Linked DNA regions of Mus musculus: region 2 is linked to region 1. Evidence: chromatin contacts called from public Hi-C data. All regions are on one chromosome and are shown on one strand. Each heading gives the region's core, a stretch centred on a gene start, on an enhancer-like site or on the middle of the called end of the contact. The rest is flanking DNA. Distances are from core to core; before and after follow the strand shown. Region 1 overlaps Gm21123 (a long non-coding RNA gene). Region 2 overlaps Ampd3 (adenosine monophosphate deaminase 3).

Region 1 (6,927 bases), core at 2,803-5,302:
ATTGTTTTTAATAGCTGAGTAGTACTCCATTGTGTAGATGTACGACGTTTTCTGTATCCATTCTTCTGTTGAGGGACATCTGGGTTCTTTCCAGCTTCTGGCTATTATAAATAAGGCTGCTATGAACATAGTGGAGCATGTGGAACTTCTGGGTATATGCCCAGGAGAGATATTGCTGGATCTTCCAGTAGTATTATGCCCAATTTTCTGAGGAACCTCCAGACTGACTTCCAGAGTGATTGTACAAGCTACATGCAATGTTTTTTAAATAACATAGAACTTATTTGGATATGTGGTGCTAGTGACAATATAATATCTTTGTCAAAGTGCTATTTTACCAAATGATGTGTTGAATAATTTCATAGTTCTTTTTATGTTTATTTAGTCACATATTAGGTTACTGATTAACATATTTGTCAAGTACTCTTGCCAGTGTTGTCATTTAATAATGTTTATTATTAGTATTTTAAATATTTTAAAAATTTGTTTGTTTATTTATTTATTTTGGAGCCGGGTTTCATGTAGCCCAGGCTGGCCTTGGACTTTGTAGCTGAGGGTGGTCTTAATTCCTGATCCTTCTGTGTCTACCTACTCAGTGTTGGGATTACAAGCATGTACCACCATGCTTAGTTTATAGTTGGCTTCTTTTTGATAGAGGGACTTTCTGTGTTGTCTAGGCTCACTTCAAACTTGTGATTTTCCTGCCTCAGCTCCCTGAGTGCTGGAATTACAGGTGTGCATGTCAGCTACAATAGTTCTGAACGAAATCATTTCTGTCTGGCAAAGCAAAGGGGATCTCATCTTTTAAAAAAGCATTGCTGTAGCAGGCAGTGGCGGTGCATGTCTTTACTTTAATCCTAGCACTTGAGAGGAAGAGAGGCAGATCTGTGTGCATTCAAGGCCAACCTGGTCTACAGAGTAAGTTCCATGACAGCTAAAGGCTACACAGAAAAACCCTGTCTTGGGTGGGGCGGGCATTGCTGTAGATCTTATTTCCTAAAATAAAATCAAATGTATTTGTTAATAGGTAATATACTCATTTGGGTGAAAGCTCAAATAATAGATTAGAGTATCACAAATACAGTAAATATTACTATACTAAGTTCTTGTATATTTATCCATAGAGATTTTGTGTATAAATGAGTGTTGCACAGGCTAACCTTGAACCTCTGCATTTAAATGATTCTCTTGCTTCAGCTTCCCAAAAAACTGGGAATACAGGAGCATGCCACCATACCCAGGCGCACAATTTTCTTTACTGAAGTTTATATCGCTGGTACCCACTCCCTTTCAGCATACAAACCTTCCCTCCGTATCCTTCTTCACAGATGCATGGTGTACCACTGAATGGAGATCGCTTACTGACGGTTGTTTAGGTCATCTCTACTTTTTTAAAATGTAGGAACAGTAGATAGAAATAGCATTGTACATACACGACATATAAAACATGGATCCAAGGTTATCGGTAGGATAATATTGTGCATGTTGCGTACATTCATTACATAATTTACTATCTAAAAGAGAAATTAATAGATTAAAAAGGTGCATATTTATGATTTTTAAAGTATTGCCACAGTTTCCATTGGCTGTACAAATACACAATACTGTGGAGTAACAAGGAATGTGTATCTACAGTTCTTTAGTCCCAAAAGCAGATCTAAGACCCTTGGAAATGTACTAGAAGCATTTTTGTTCTAACAAAAATGACTGTTTGGGGGAATTCCTGGAGGAGGGCTGGCCACCAGAAAGACCCAGCCATTCTCTGCTCTAACTCCTCACTTCCCAGGGAGAGAAGAGGAGCTGGAGGCAGACTGAAAGATTGATCAGGCTTCTGTGAGGAGGTCCCCACAAACACCCATCAGGTATGGGCATGGCTGTGTGGGTATGTGACTGTGCCCACAGGTTGAGAGGTGGCACACGCCAGCTTGGTAGAGACCAATACCCTTGAGCCCTGCTCCATGCTGATACCCCTCCAAGCACTCCTCTCTCCCTGTCTCTGTTGTCATATCTGTCATTATATATAAACTAGTAAATCTATTGCTTTGAGTTTTTTGAGCCATTGTAATAAATTATTGAAAACAAGTGGAGAATTGTGGGTATTCCCAAGCCATAGCTGATGGACAGAGAGGTGCGGGTAAGCTGTTTGCTCTTAACCTGTGGGGTCTGCATGAACTCTGTTCAGCAACTTTCAGAATTGAGCTAAATGGTGACTCACTCAGCTAGGGTCTGCAAAGGATTAGAGGAATATAAGAGAGACAGCTGGCTTTTCCTCTAAGATACCATTAGTAGTGTCCGAGATACCCACATCTTCACCATGGTCTCAAACTTGTTGATTGTTAACATTTTATCCTGTTGTTTTAATTCATGTTTATTCTATTCTTAGTGAGTTTTAACGATCTCCTTAATGAGTATTTTGTTTCTAGGAGTTACATTGGGATTTTAATATACAGCATTGATAACTAAAATTTGACTGACAATTTTGTTTCCTTAATATGTCATGTTTAAAAAAAATACATCTTATTTATTTTGTGTTTTCTTTTATTGTGTTGGCCTTAATTTCCAGAGCAATATTAAGGAATAACGCCAAAACTAATATCCTTTTGAGTTACTGATTTTAATGAATAAACTATAATGTTTCTTTTATTTCTTTCTCATTGTATTTTAATTTTAAATAAGATACTACCACTCTTTATTATGCCAAGAGATACTGGGATATCTAAAACAAACAAACAAACAAACAAACAAACAAACAGAAATGGATGTGGGTTTTTAGCTAACATTTTTCAGATAGTGAATCTGATGGCTTGAATACTGATGATTGGTATAAACCTGTATGTGTATGTGTGCAGTCATGTGTGTGCATGTGTGTGTGAATACACATGAAGGCCAGAGGCCAGCCTTCAGTGTCATTCCTTAAGCACCATCCACATTGTAATATTTTTTGTATTGTTATTATATTATGTATACGAGTGTTTTGCCTACATGTATTCCTCTGTACCGTGTGTGTGCCTGGTGTCTGAGAGGCCAGAAGAGGGCATCAGATCTCCTGGCACTTGAGTTAGAAATTGTTGTGAGCTGCCATGTGGGTACTGGGAATCATAACTGGGTCCTGTGGAAGAATAGCCAGTACTTTTAACTGCTGAGCCGTCTCTCCAGCCCCCATCTTGGTTTTTGACACGGGTCTCTCCCTGAGAGCTAGAGCTTGCCAATTAGGCTAAGCTAGCTGGTTATGGGTTCAGGGATCTGTTTGCATCTACTGTCCTCTCCCTCCGTATGCTTAAATCAATCTGCTCTTTTGCATAGTTGTTGGAGTTCCAACTCTGCTCCTCAAATTTGTGAAGCAAGAACTTACCAGCTGAGCCATCCAGCATCTCCTCCCTCTTTTGACATAAGATCTCATGGATCCCAGGCTGGCCTTGAACTTTCTATGTAGTAGAAGATGCTCTTGAACTTGTGATCATCCTGCCTCCACCTCTCAAGTGTTGGCCTGTGCTACCATGTTGGGTGCACGCAATGGTGGGGATCAAACCCAGGGCTTTGTGCATGGTAGGCGACCACTGCATCAACTGAACCACACCCCCAGCCCAAGCTGTTTAATTTTAGTCACCAGAGGAAGCCCCAACGTCACTACCGTGGCTGCTTCTTTTCCACATGTTTTATTGACCTTGTAAGTGTTGTTTTTTTTCTCCCTGTGTTGCTTCCTGTGTGTGCGCTATTCCTGACAGGTCTTGTTATCAGAGTTTTGATGAGCTCATAAAATAAATGGAATAGCTCTTATTTTTTTTTTTTCTTTATTTCCTTCCCATTAAATTCCTCTCTGCTCTCCTGAACTAGAGAAGCTGGACGAGTGCAGACACGCTCCAGGACCTTCAGTTGGTTCCTGGCTTCCTTCTTGCCTCTCACAGTGTTGTCTCTGGCATTTATGCCTCCCCTTGGGTCTGGATTCGCTGCCTGCTCTCTGGCATCTTTGCTTCAACCTGAACTGTCCTCTGAGTGAACCCAGGGGAGGGGATTTCCTTGCAGATGGAGGCTCTCCCCCAAGCCCCGCCCACTTCCTGCAGGAGTTCTCCCAGCTGGGCTTCCGCCTCTGGCTCTCTGCAGCCCTGGCCTGCCCCCTGGCCACCGTGTGTGTCCTGGTCGTGGCTTCTCATAAGCTACAAACAGGACCCACTTCCCTAGGTTCGCCGTTCAGGGATGTATTGAAGAGTCAAGAAGTTCCTGAGAGCAGCCGATTTGAAGGAATTGTTGCAAGGATGCACTGGGCTTGTTCCGGCTGTTTCCATGGCTGCTTCCGAAGAGAAAGATCACAGGGTAGACTCAAAGCAGGACTCCACCTACAAGGGAAATAGGAATTGGATGTCTACCCGCAGAGTTTGAGGGTCTGGTGTAGCCTGACTGTGCAGTTCTGCAATTCTTTTTCTTGCTTTTTGAAACAATTTGTATTATCCAGCATTTCTGTCCAGCTCTCAGTGAACAAAACCGGATGCTGAGGCCTGAGCCACGCACTTTGGTTCCTTTCGTTGGCACTCTAGGAAACTTTCCTTGCCATCTCTCTTGATGCCATCTAAAGCTAAGGCCACAGCATCTACAGTCTGACTGATTCGGAGTCTGAATCCTTCACGTGTCACTAATTGTGTGACTTTGGTCACACTGACTTGGAGGATGGAAAATGAAAGATCAGGGTTAGATGGTCCTGGTTCCCCTGATAGACAATGGATGTTTACTAGTCTGTGAGCGAGCACATAGAGGCCTTATGCCTGGACAATAACAAAATATGCTCTAACCACAGCAGCTAGGACATATGAGAACATGAACAAAACTGCACGCTCCTATGGAGTCTACAGCAAGACAAGATTGTGTTACAAGGCACATGTCACAACCACCCCCAGGTCCCTTGGGGAAGGCCTTCTGGGGAGATGGATGCTTTGGCCTGGATAAAAGAGACTGGGCCAAGTAGTGTGTGTAAGTACTTGAGATTCCTAGGAGTTGAGCATCTACTCAAAAGGGAGAGAATTGGAGTCAGCAGGTCTTCAGGCTGATGTGAGCTTGGCTTAACTGGGCCTACTAAGAACCAGGGTCAGTGGTCAGGGTAGGCCTAGAGGTTATAGCCCATCTCTGTGAAGTGGGTTGGGGGCTGCCTTTAAGGATCCCGGGGGACTGGGTGGTTCTCTGGAAGATGAAATTGGTGGAGCATGTGACCTCAAGTCCATGAACTCCTCAAGTCACCCTCACCATGGAGAGGTGAGGGTGGGGTGTTGGGTAAAGAGTGAGAAGAAGTAAAGGAGACCCCCAAACTTGAGGCAGAGTACTCAGGCGATCTTTAGTCTTTAGGCTGGCATGAGGAGGCTGTAGAGAATGACCAGGGAGAGGGAGTAACTGGCAACGTTTTCAGGAATTATTAATGAATTAGCACAGCCTTGCAGAAGTCTCCTCCTGCCCAGGATTTAAATCGCAAGCTCCACCCCTCCTTTGCCTCTCTGCAGTTTTGCTCTCTTAGGCTGAAGAGTCATGAGTCTTGTTTGCCAACTATTTCCAGCTTTCTCCTCTTCCAGGCACGTGACAGGATTGCTCTTCTTGGCTCCCTGTGGCTCGCTGGAGACAGAGTGACAATTTATGGCTGGTGGATTGTGCATGGGAGGGACATACATCATCCCCGGGCCAGAGTATTTCATCGCTAGTGCAGGGCCTTCCAGGACTCTCTTCCTGCCAGTGGTGTGGACGTCGTTCAAGATGGTGGCTGCTCTCGCTACAATAATCGAAACTGACCTCTAGTATGGACAGGGATGAGGAAAACACTGCTCTGCTGTTATAATGAGATTTCTATTCACAAAATGCCACTGCAGACCTGCGTCTCCTATCTATTCCCACAATCATACTGATTTTCTTTCTTAAAGGTTCTGGGCCTTCTAAGTGAATGTCTTTCTCTCTCCCTCCCCTCTCCCTTCTTCTGTCCCTCACTCCTTTCCTCCCTCTTTTTTTTTCCTCTTGCAGGTACATGTATAGATACACATGGGTGCCCCAAACTGAAGTCAGGTTTCTTCCTCAATTGGTCTCCACCTTATTAATTGTGACAGAGTCTCTCACTGAACCAGGAGCTCATAATTCTAACTAACCTAGCTATTTGGCTTTCCCTGGGGGAATCCTGTGTCTACCTCCTGAACGATGGGGTTATGGGTGGTCAGGATACCTGCCTGACTTTATGTGGGTGTTGGGAAACACACACTGCTCCTCATGCTTGTGTGGTAAGTGTTTTATCCACTGAGCGCTATCGCCCACCACTCCCACTCCCCATTTCTTTACCTGGTTATCATCATTCAAGCACGCATATCTGGGCTTAGTTCCCATTTTGAGACCTTTAAAGTTCTTTCTTCTTTGACCATGGAGAAAGGTGGGCTCCTCTCAAGCAAGACTGGAGGGTAGAGATGGAGGGAGGGTAGAGAGTGTGTGGTGGCCGACATCCAAGGCGGCTCATGTCATCTCTTCTTCCTTACCCACACCCTGTGCATGCTGCCCTTCATTTGGTAGGGCTGGCCTCTGTGATAGCTGTGATGGGGTGTGACAGCAGTGGTGGCTTCCAAGATTGGGTGATGAATGACATCTGCGTTGATTTAGGTCATTCTTTCCACGTTGGATGATTTGCTTTGTGGGAAGCCAGGTCATAAGAAGCCATGAGAACCATCTTAAGATAGGTGCTTCAGACCCAAACAAACCTCTGAGGATTGTCTAACTAACCCTTGATGATAATCTCAGGAGAGACCTTGTGCTAGACAGCCCTGCTATGCCACTCCTGAATTTCTGACCCCCATAATTAATGTGTGTTATTTTAAGTTACTGAGTTTAGAAGGAATCATCATATAACAATAAACAACGGATACAGGGAATGTGGCTGGAAGATTATGTTTGGGACATTAAAGTGTGGAAGGATAA
Region 2 (6,927 bases), core at 2,033-4,532, 100 kb after region 1:
ATCTCCTGAGTCCTTTGTCACGTGGTCCTTTGGCTTTGCTCTAGGCAGGGACGTGGCTTTACCTTAGCATGTGTCTGCCATCCTGTCCCTGTGGTTGTTTTGAGGGTAGCCCCTTGTGAGGGTATCTGAGATGGGAAGTGAGCTGCTTCCAGTTTGAAAAGCAAGGAATCAGATTTGGAGAATGAATGAGAGAGACGGACGCTGACCGCTCCCTCCGATGTCAGAGTTGGGCAAGGGAGAAGGCAGGGTGTTGTATCCATGATGCCTTATTTACCTCCCTCGAAGGATATCCACAGCAGTCAGGAGAAACGTGAATATCAGGGTCTTGGAAGGCAAGTGCACATACTCTGTAGGTTCTCAAAACTTCAGTAAAACGAATGATGCTAAGAAGCAGAGGAGGAAAATTCCAGGCCCAGCCGTTCTCACTCTGTGCTCCTCCAGCCTCCTCCCCTCCCTGTCTGTTGGTGTCCCCTCTTTCCTGTCCTGCCTATCCATCTGCAGGTCATTACGCAAGTATCCCAAACTTCACACAAATGACACAGAGTGTTACAGACTTGTGTGACACTCATCCTCTTTGAGTACCTAGGATGAGGGAGGCTGGGAAGGCCTTCAGAGAAGTACACATCTCTGAGCATGAGAAGAGCATCCTGGAGTCAGTCAGATCAGGGTCTGAAGTCAGACTTTGTCGCCTCCCAACAATGGTTGATCATTTCTGGGCCTAGTTTCCCCAGTTAATAAACAACAGAACCTATAGAATCACGGTGCTTCCTATGTGACTAGGAGTCCTATTGACCTGATGAGCCTGCTGGATTGACTGATAGCTAGAGGGTGGCAGAGCAAAAGATGTTTTGCTCTCAGTTGAAAATGACGGTACTTATTCTCATTTGAAGATAGGACTGAGGCTCTGTATGCTGGTTGCAGCTGCAGGCTTCTGGCTTAATCAGCATCCTTGGGACCAACCTGGGGTGTGCAGGCTGAGAACCCGGCTCCCTCCTAGCAACCCTATCTTTCTCCCTGTGTGTCCTGTGTTGGGGTCCCCAAGACCACCTTCAGACTTTGAGATGTGCTAGTAGGGCTCTCAGGATGCAGCACCTGGCTGTACCCACAGCCTCAGGGTATTACAGAAAGAAAGACCAAGGGCAGCCAAGGGGAGGGGCACACAGGTCTGGGGGACACTAGGGCTAACCACCAAGAGGTCTCTCTCAGTAAGGCAGCAACACTTAGTATCTATCAGGGAAGCTCATTAGAGGCGTCTTGGCTTTGCTTACACATCTGCACAGTACACCCCCAATTCCAGACTCTGGGCAGGAACTCAAGTACCCAGCATAAATCACAGTGTTTGTGGGAGCGGGTCACACACAACGAGCCTCGCTTATCAGTTTGATGGGAACCATCCTGAGATCCTGCTTCCTGGGGGCCAGGCTCGCCCAGGATCTCTGCAAGCATTGTCTCTGGCTTGTGGACAGACCCTCCCTTACATGTCTCCTGCTGTAGATCACTGTGGAAGACTATGAGCAGGCTGCCAAGAGCCTGGCCAAGGCCCTGATGATCCGGGAGAAGTATGCACGGCTTGCCTACCACCGCTTCCCACGGACCACAGCCCAGTACCTGGCTCATCAGGGGGAAAGTGTGCCTTTGGAAGAGGGTCTCCCAGGTATGAAGTCTTGGGGACCAAGGTGGATTCTATGTGTGAACTGGACCCAAGTATGGTTGGGACTTTTTGCTGGCTGAATATTTTTCTACCAGTGGTGTTTTTGGAGATGGGGCTACTGGTGTGTTTAAAACAATACAATCAAATGTACAGCAGTGGAAGGGTTGAGTGAGAATACATACAGAGCCCATGTGCCCTGGGCAGAGGAAGCGAAACATACTTGCCTTCATATCTGGATTGTGCCAATTTCTTGGCCCTTGAGCAAACGGCTTCTCTAAATTTCAGTTTTACAGTCTTAAAAAACAGGAATGCCAGCAATCACCACCTCCTTGGGTGAGATTGTGTGAATGTGTGTGGAGTGCTTAGGGCAGACTGGGCTTCTAGAGTGTTCCATAAATGACAACCATATTTAAGTTCAGAGAAGGGAGACAAGAAAGGGCAGGGTATCTTCCTGACCTAGTGAGGGACCTAGGAGCAGCAGAGGCTAACAATGAAGTCACTAAAACAAGGATATGTCAACCCTCATCCTTGAAATCCAGGGGTAGGGATTAGACGAGGGCCTGCGGATCATATCCAGGCCAGTACCCTCGATGCCTTTGGCAACAGGTGCTAGGTTGTCCTTGTTTCTAGCTCAGTTCTGTTTTGAGTACCCTTTCCACCAGGGAGGGGCTTGGTAGATCTCAGCCTTCCCAAGGCTATTTCCCTGTCTGTCAGAGGGACAGGTCCCCAGTATTGTCCAGGCAGGAATGACTGTCAGATGCTTGGGTGTTACATATGGCAGAAGGCCCTTGTGTCCTGGTCATGAGTGTGGTGAAGCCATGCAATCTCTGGGTGGGTGGGCTGCGGCTTCACCTTGGCCTTTCCAACTGTCTGCCCCATACACAATGCTAGCACTATCTCAAGACTCCTGGTCTGGTCTGTTGCTGTGCCTGATGGGGACATCAGCATCCTGGCTCTGCTATGTTCTGCTTTCTCTGTGACCATCACAGCTTAGGGTCAGCCTGTTCCAGAGTGCTGAGGCAGGACACCCTGCCCTGGGCCCTGGGCGCTTCTTCCACTCAGGAGCCAAGGTTGTTCCTTCTGCCTGTCAGGCAGCTGGCCCGCAAGGTGCTGGCTGATCTGCTGTGTTTATTCCCTGGCCAGAGACAGCTGGTTAAGAGCTGAGAACTCTCAAGACTAACGAGAAGGCAAATGTTCCGGACTGTTGACGGAATGTGCTCCCAATAAGTCAAATGGAAGCTGAAAACATCCTAAGCTGAAAATGCAGTTAACACAGCCAACAGATATCAGCCATGCCCAGAACGTTTCTGAGAGCCTACAGTTGGCAACATCATCAGCTTTCTTAGTGACAACATGCTGACTACCCTTATTCAAAACATGGAGTGTTTTGCTGGTATACACACACACACACACACACACACACACACACACACACACTTACTTTCGCACACTCCTAAAGTTTAAAAAAGCCCATTAAGTTGAACCATCATAAGCAATGTCCCATGATCCTTGTGCAGGGCACACCTGTTTGCCAAGCATTTCCCTACTGTACTTTTATGGCCCTCACTACCATCTGCTGGGTAGGTGGTGTCTCAGGTGAGCAGTCAGGATCCCAGAGGCAAAGGGCCTTTCAGAGTCACACACCAGGAAACAGCAGAGGTGTTTTACTGCTTGGGTTGGGTGTACTTTGCCTGGCTCCATGCTGGGCTAAGGATTCTATGCTGGCCAGTTCCTGCTCTGGGAGGGCAGAGCCTGGTTACTCCTCCTTTTGCTCTGTTAGGGACAGGGTGACTTCTTGTCTAATTCTTTGCCTGCCTTGGGCTCAGAAAATATGTGGGAAAAGGGAGCCGTTATTCCCTGCCAGTGCTTTCTCACTGGGAGAACACCGAGCCACTCTTTTCTAAAAACTAAAAGTAAAATAAAGCAGACACCCCTGAGGGCCAAAAAGGGCCAAATTAGGTGAAGTCCATTTTAATTAAGCTAAACACACACATATGTGCATGTGCAAGCAAACACACACACACACACACACAAGCATGTATGCACACAAGCATGCATGCACATGGACATACACACATGCACACACATGCATTGGTGTGCTAGCCTCGGGACAGGCTTGCTCTAGAGACTGGACTATAGCAGCTAACAACACAAATCAGTGTGTGTCCTCTGATACCCAAGGTGTGAAGAACTATTATTTCACACAGTGGTGAGAGTTATAGAGACAAACAAAGCAGGGAGGCTGTCAAAGTGTTCAACATTGGTCATTTGGCCACCACTCATCCTGTTTTGCAGACTTCCACCCTCCCCCACTGCCCCAGGAAGACCCTTATTGCCTGGATGATGCACCCCCCAACCTGGGCTACCTGGTTCGCATGCACGGAGGTGTTCTCTTTGTGTATGACAATCAGACGATGTTGGAACGCCAGGAGCCCCACAGCCTGCCCTACCCTGACCTGGAGACCTACATTGTGGACATGAGCCATATTCTGGCACTCATCACTGATGGCCCCACGTAAGCCAGTTTTCCCGGTTCCCCTTTTTGGTGTGTGGGAAGGAACAGCAGGCACTCCATCCTGGGTTTCCCTATGGGGATGGCACAGACTTAGAGCTGTTACTGCTGCACCCTGCTGTACATGGGCACGTGGAAACCTCTGTGTGATAGTGGCCACTGTGTACCTACATCAGCTGCCACCCTTCTCCTTAGGCAAGGAAACACTGCAGAGAGCTGCCAGCTGTCAGCTCCGGGCATGGGCAAACATGGAGGGAGGAATAAAGAAAAACTCTTATTTCAGCTACTGGGCTTATGCAGGGATCCTGGAGCCCTCTGTTTCCCCGCCTATGCTCGAGAGTGCTTGGCTGGAGCTGACAGGGAAGGTGGCTTTCTTCATGGCAGGGACTTGAGCCAACCCTTGGTTAAGGTTCAGTTACCTGAACTGTAGGAATGAGAGCCTGGGAAGGCAAGGGGCTGTCAGAGTGGCATGTACTCCTTGCTCACTCCTGCCTTTTGGGTTTTGCTGTGAAGGGTGTGGGCCTCGTCTCTGAGACAGAAGAGTAGGATGGGGGAGGGTGGGCCTCTGGCTCTTGGTCCTCACTGAGCAGAGGCCAGAACTAAGACCAGGAGGGGAAGGATAGTTTCTGGGAATCCCTCCTTACCAGGGGTGTGAGCATTGACTGTTGTCTGAGAAACTATGAAGGGACAGTCACTGGACACAGTGACTAAACCTAATGTTTGATGTGATGTCTTACTGGAGTCTCTATCTCTCACTAGCTCAGAGTCCGTTCCCACTCTGAGATCCCTGACTCACTCAGGGCTTGCCTCTATAGACAGACAATGACACTGGTATTAAAAATGTTATTATTGCCATTTACTTATATATCCATGTGTATATCTGCATGTGAGGAGGTCAGAGGCTGTGAGATCCCCTGGAGTTCCAGGCAGTTGTGATTTGGATACTTGGACTCAAACTCAGGTCTTCTGCAAAAACAGTATGTGATCTCTCTAGTTCCTAGCAGCTGCTCATTATGGCGGCCTAGGGAGATGCAGGCAGCTGCTGTTTGAGAGCACCGAGGGAGCAGGGTCAGTTCTGTGAGGCTGGGCAGCTGAGCTGGGTGTGGGAGACATCTGGTCATAGCAGTGAGTCGCATCTTAGTTCGCTGAGGAAAACTTATTCCCAAGGAGTGCTTTCCCTGGGTGAGGACCCTGGGGTGTCAGTCCCACAGAGCTGTCTGTCTCAGTGGTCCTTACCTGCTCCTCACTGTAAACATCCTCTTCCTGCCCAGGAATCTCAGAGCTGAGGATCCCTTAGGTCGTGGGAATCTAGGGACAGTTGGTCATGGGTGGAGGGTTGATGCCTCTGCATCCTAAGCTAGGCAGGTGGTAGTAGATGGTTTGACTGCATTATTCACATTCTGGGCAATGAATTTTGTAGTTAAAGAATTATGGGGGCTGAGGAGAGAGGAGGGGCTCCTCTGCTCAGCCAGACCCAGAGCCTGAAACAAGTACTTCAGTCTGGGGCGGCACCGTCTCCATGGTTATACATGGGATGGTTATCCCTGTGCTAATTGCCCAAACATAAGACAACAAAACCCTGCCTGGGCTCCCAGAGTTGGTGCTTCCCTCCCGTGTGTCTTGACCGTCTGCTCATGTGGTGTCCTCACACGTGTGTGCTGGTCAGCTCAGCCAGGTCTGAGGAAAGCTGGAAGCATCTCGGCTCTTCTTCCTCCATGCTGTCAGAACCTGACCCTTCCAGCCCCGGTCACTACCCTGTCTTGAGGTTGCTAAACTGTCATTTGATGTCTTACTGGGGTCTCTATCTCTCACCAACTTGCAGGAAAACCTATTGTCACCGGCGACTGAACTTTCTGGAATCCAAGTTTAGCCTTCATGAGATGTTAAATGAAATGTCAGAGTTCAAGGAATTGAAGAGTAACCCCCACAGAGACTTTTATAATGTGAGAAAGGTATGTGGTGGCTGGTGTCCAAGCCACTCACCTGGCCCATACTGGGCCCAGGGAATGATGCCCTGGGTCTGTCTAGGTCCAGAGTTGGGTGAGCACCAGGTCTCCTGGCTGGAGTAGCCTGTGTGATAAAACATGCCTGTGCAGCAGGAAGACTGGCAGACTGTGTCCTTGACTCGGGTTGTCTCGGATACTGTGGTACCATTCTAGATCCACGGTGGAAAGTCTGTGTTGGTGCAAGTCTTTCTCCAGCATCAGAACATAGCCTGCTAACTGGTCTTAACAGTGGCGGCTTTAGGGTAGTGGGTGTGTTAGAGACATCACAGAGGGAAAGCTGTCAGGACCTGTCTGGACTTAGGAGTTGGCAGGTTTCCATCCTTTGGAGTCAGCTCTATTAAAGCAAAGCACTGAGATGCTCCAGCCTCTGCCCCTCCTCTGCCCCTGGAGTGGCCGCGTGGCTCTGGTACCTTCTGCCTTCAGGGGCAGCAACAGGGCAGGTGTGCGTTAGAGGATCCTGGCCTGGAGGCTTTTCCACTTTCTTCCAGGGGAAGGAAGACTTGGGATCATGCTGAGCATGGCTCGGATGGAGACCAAGACTCAACTTTCTGTTCATAAGAATCCTCAGAGACAAGTGCTGTGACGGGGGTGGGGAGTGGCTTTCAGAGGGGCCAGAACTGAGGAGGAGAGGCCGTGTGGTACAGGAGAAGGAACAGTGATAGCGGCCTCTGGGGAGGGAGCAGAGTGTGCAGATGTCAGGAGGGGGGAGGGAGGAGAGAGTGTGCAAGCTCGTGGGGTTGGAAGGTGGGTGACAGCCA

Evidence for each region. A called contact is a pair of places that touch in the nucleus more often than the background predicts.
Region 2: a contact with region 1 is called in a Hi-C map of uterus, with 3 times the contacts expected there. The contact joins two enhancer-like sites. A contact is called at or near these places in 3 of 484 Hi-C or Micro-C datasets (bone marrow-derived macrophages, muscle stem cells and uterus) and 2 of 9 other capture datasets (adipose tissue and pancreatic islet).

The regions. Positions count from the first base shown.
Region 1 is chr7:110,685,464-110,692,390 of GRCm38.p6, forward strand. It overlaps Gm21123 (a long non-coding RNA gene), which reads right to left. Exons shown (of 4, transcript XR_140838.1): 3 at 6,301-6,639; 4 at 4,700-5,746. Among named protein-coding and RNA genes, the nearest start is that of Gm21123, 11 kb to the right of the region's middle. Within about 2 kb of position 4,053, at least 136 of the 459 cell types and tissues checked have an H3K27ac peak or open chromatin away from gene starts, as enhancers often do. A contact at or near this core is called in adipose tissue and uterus, where this site is marked.
Region 2 is chr7:110,789,694-110,796,620 of GRCm38.p6, forward strand. It overlaps Ampd3 (adenosine monophosphate deaminase 3), which reads left to right. Exons shown (of 15, transcript NM_001276301.1): 4 at 1,495-1,654; 5 at 3,947-4,166; 6 at 5,986-6,115. Among named protein-coding and RNA genes, the nearest start is that of Gm39069, 12 kb to the left of the region's middle. Within about 2 kb of position 3,283, at least 20 of the 459 cell types and tissues checked have an H3K27ac peak or open chromatin away from gene starts, as enhancers often do. A contact at or near this core is called in adipose tissue and uterus, where this site is marked.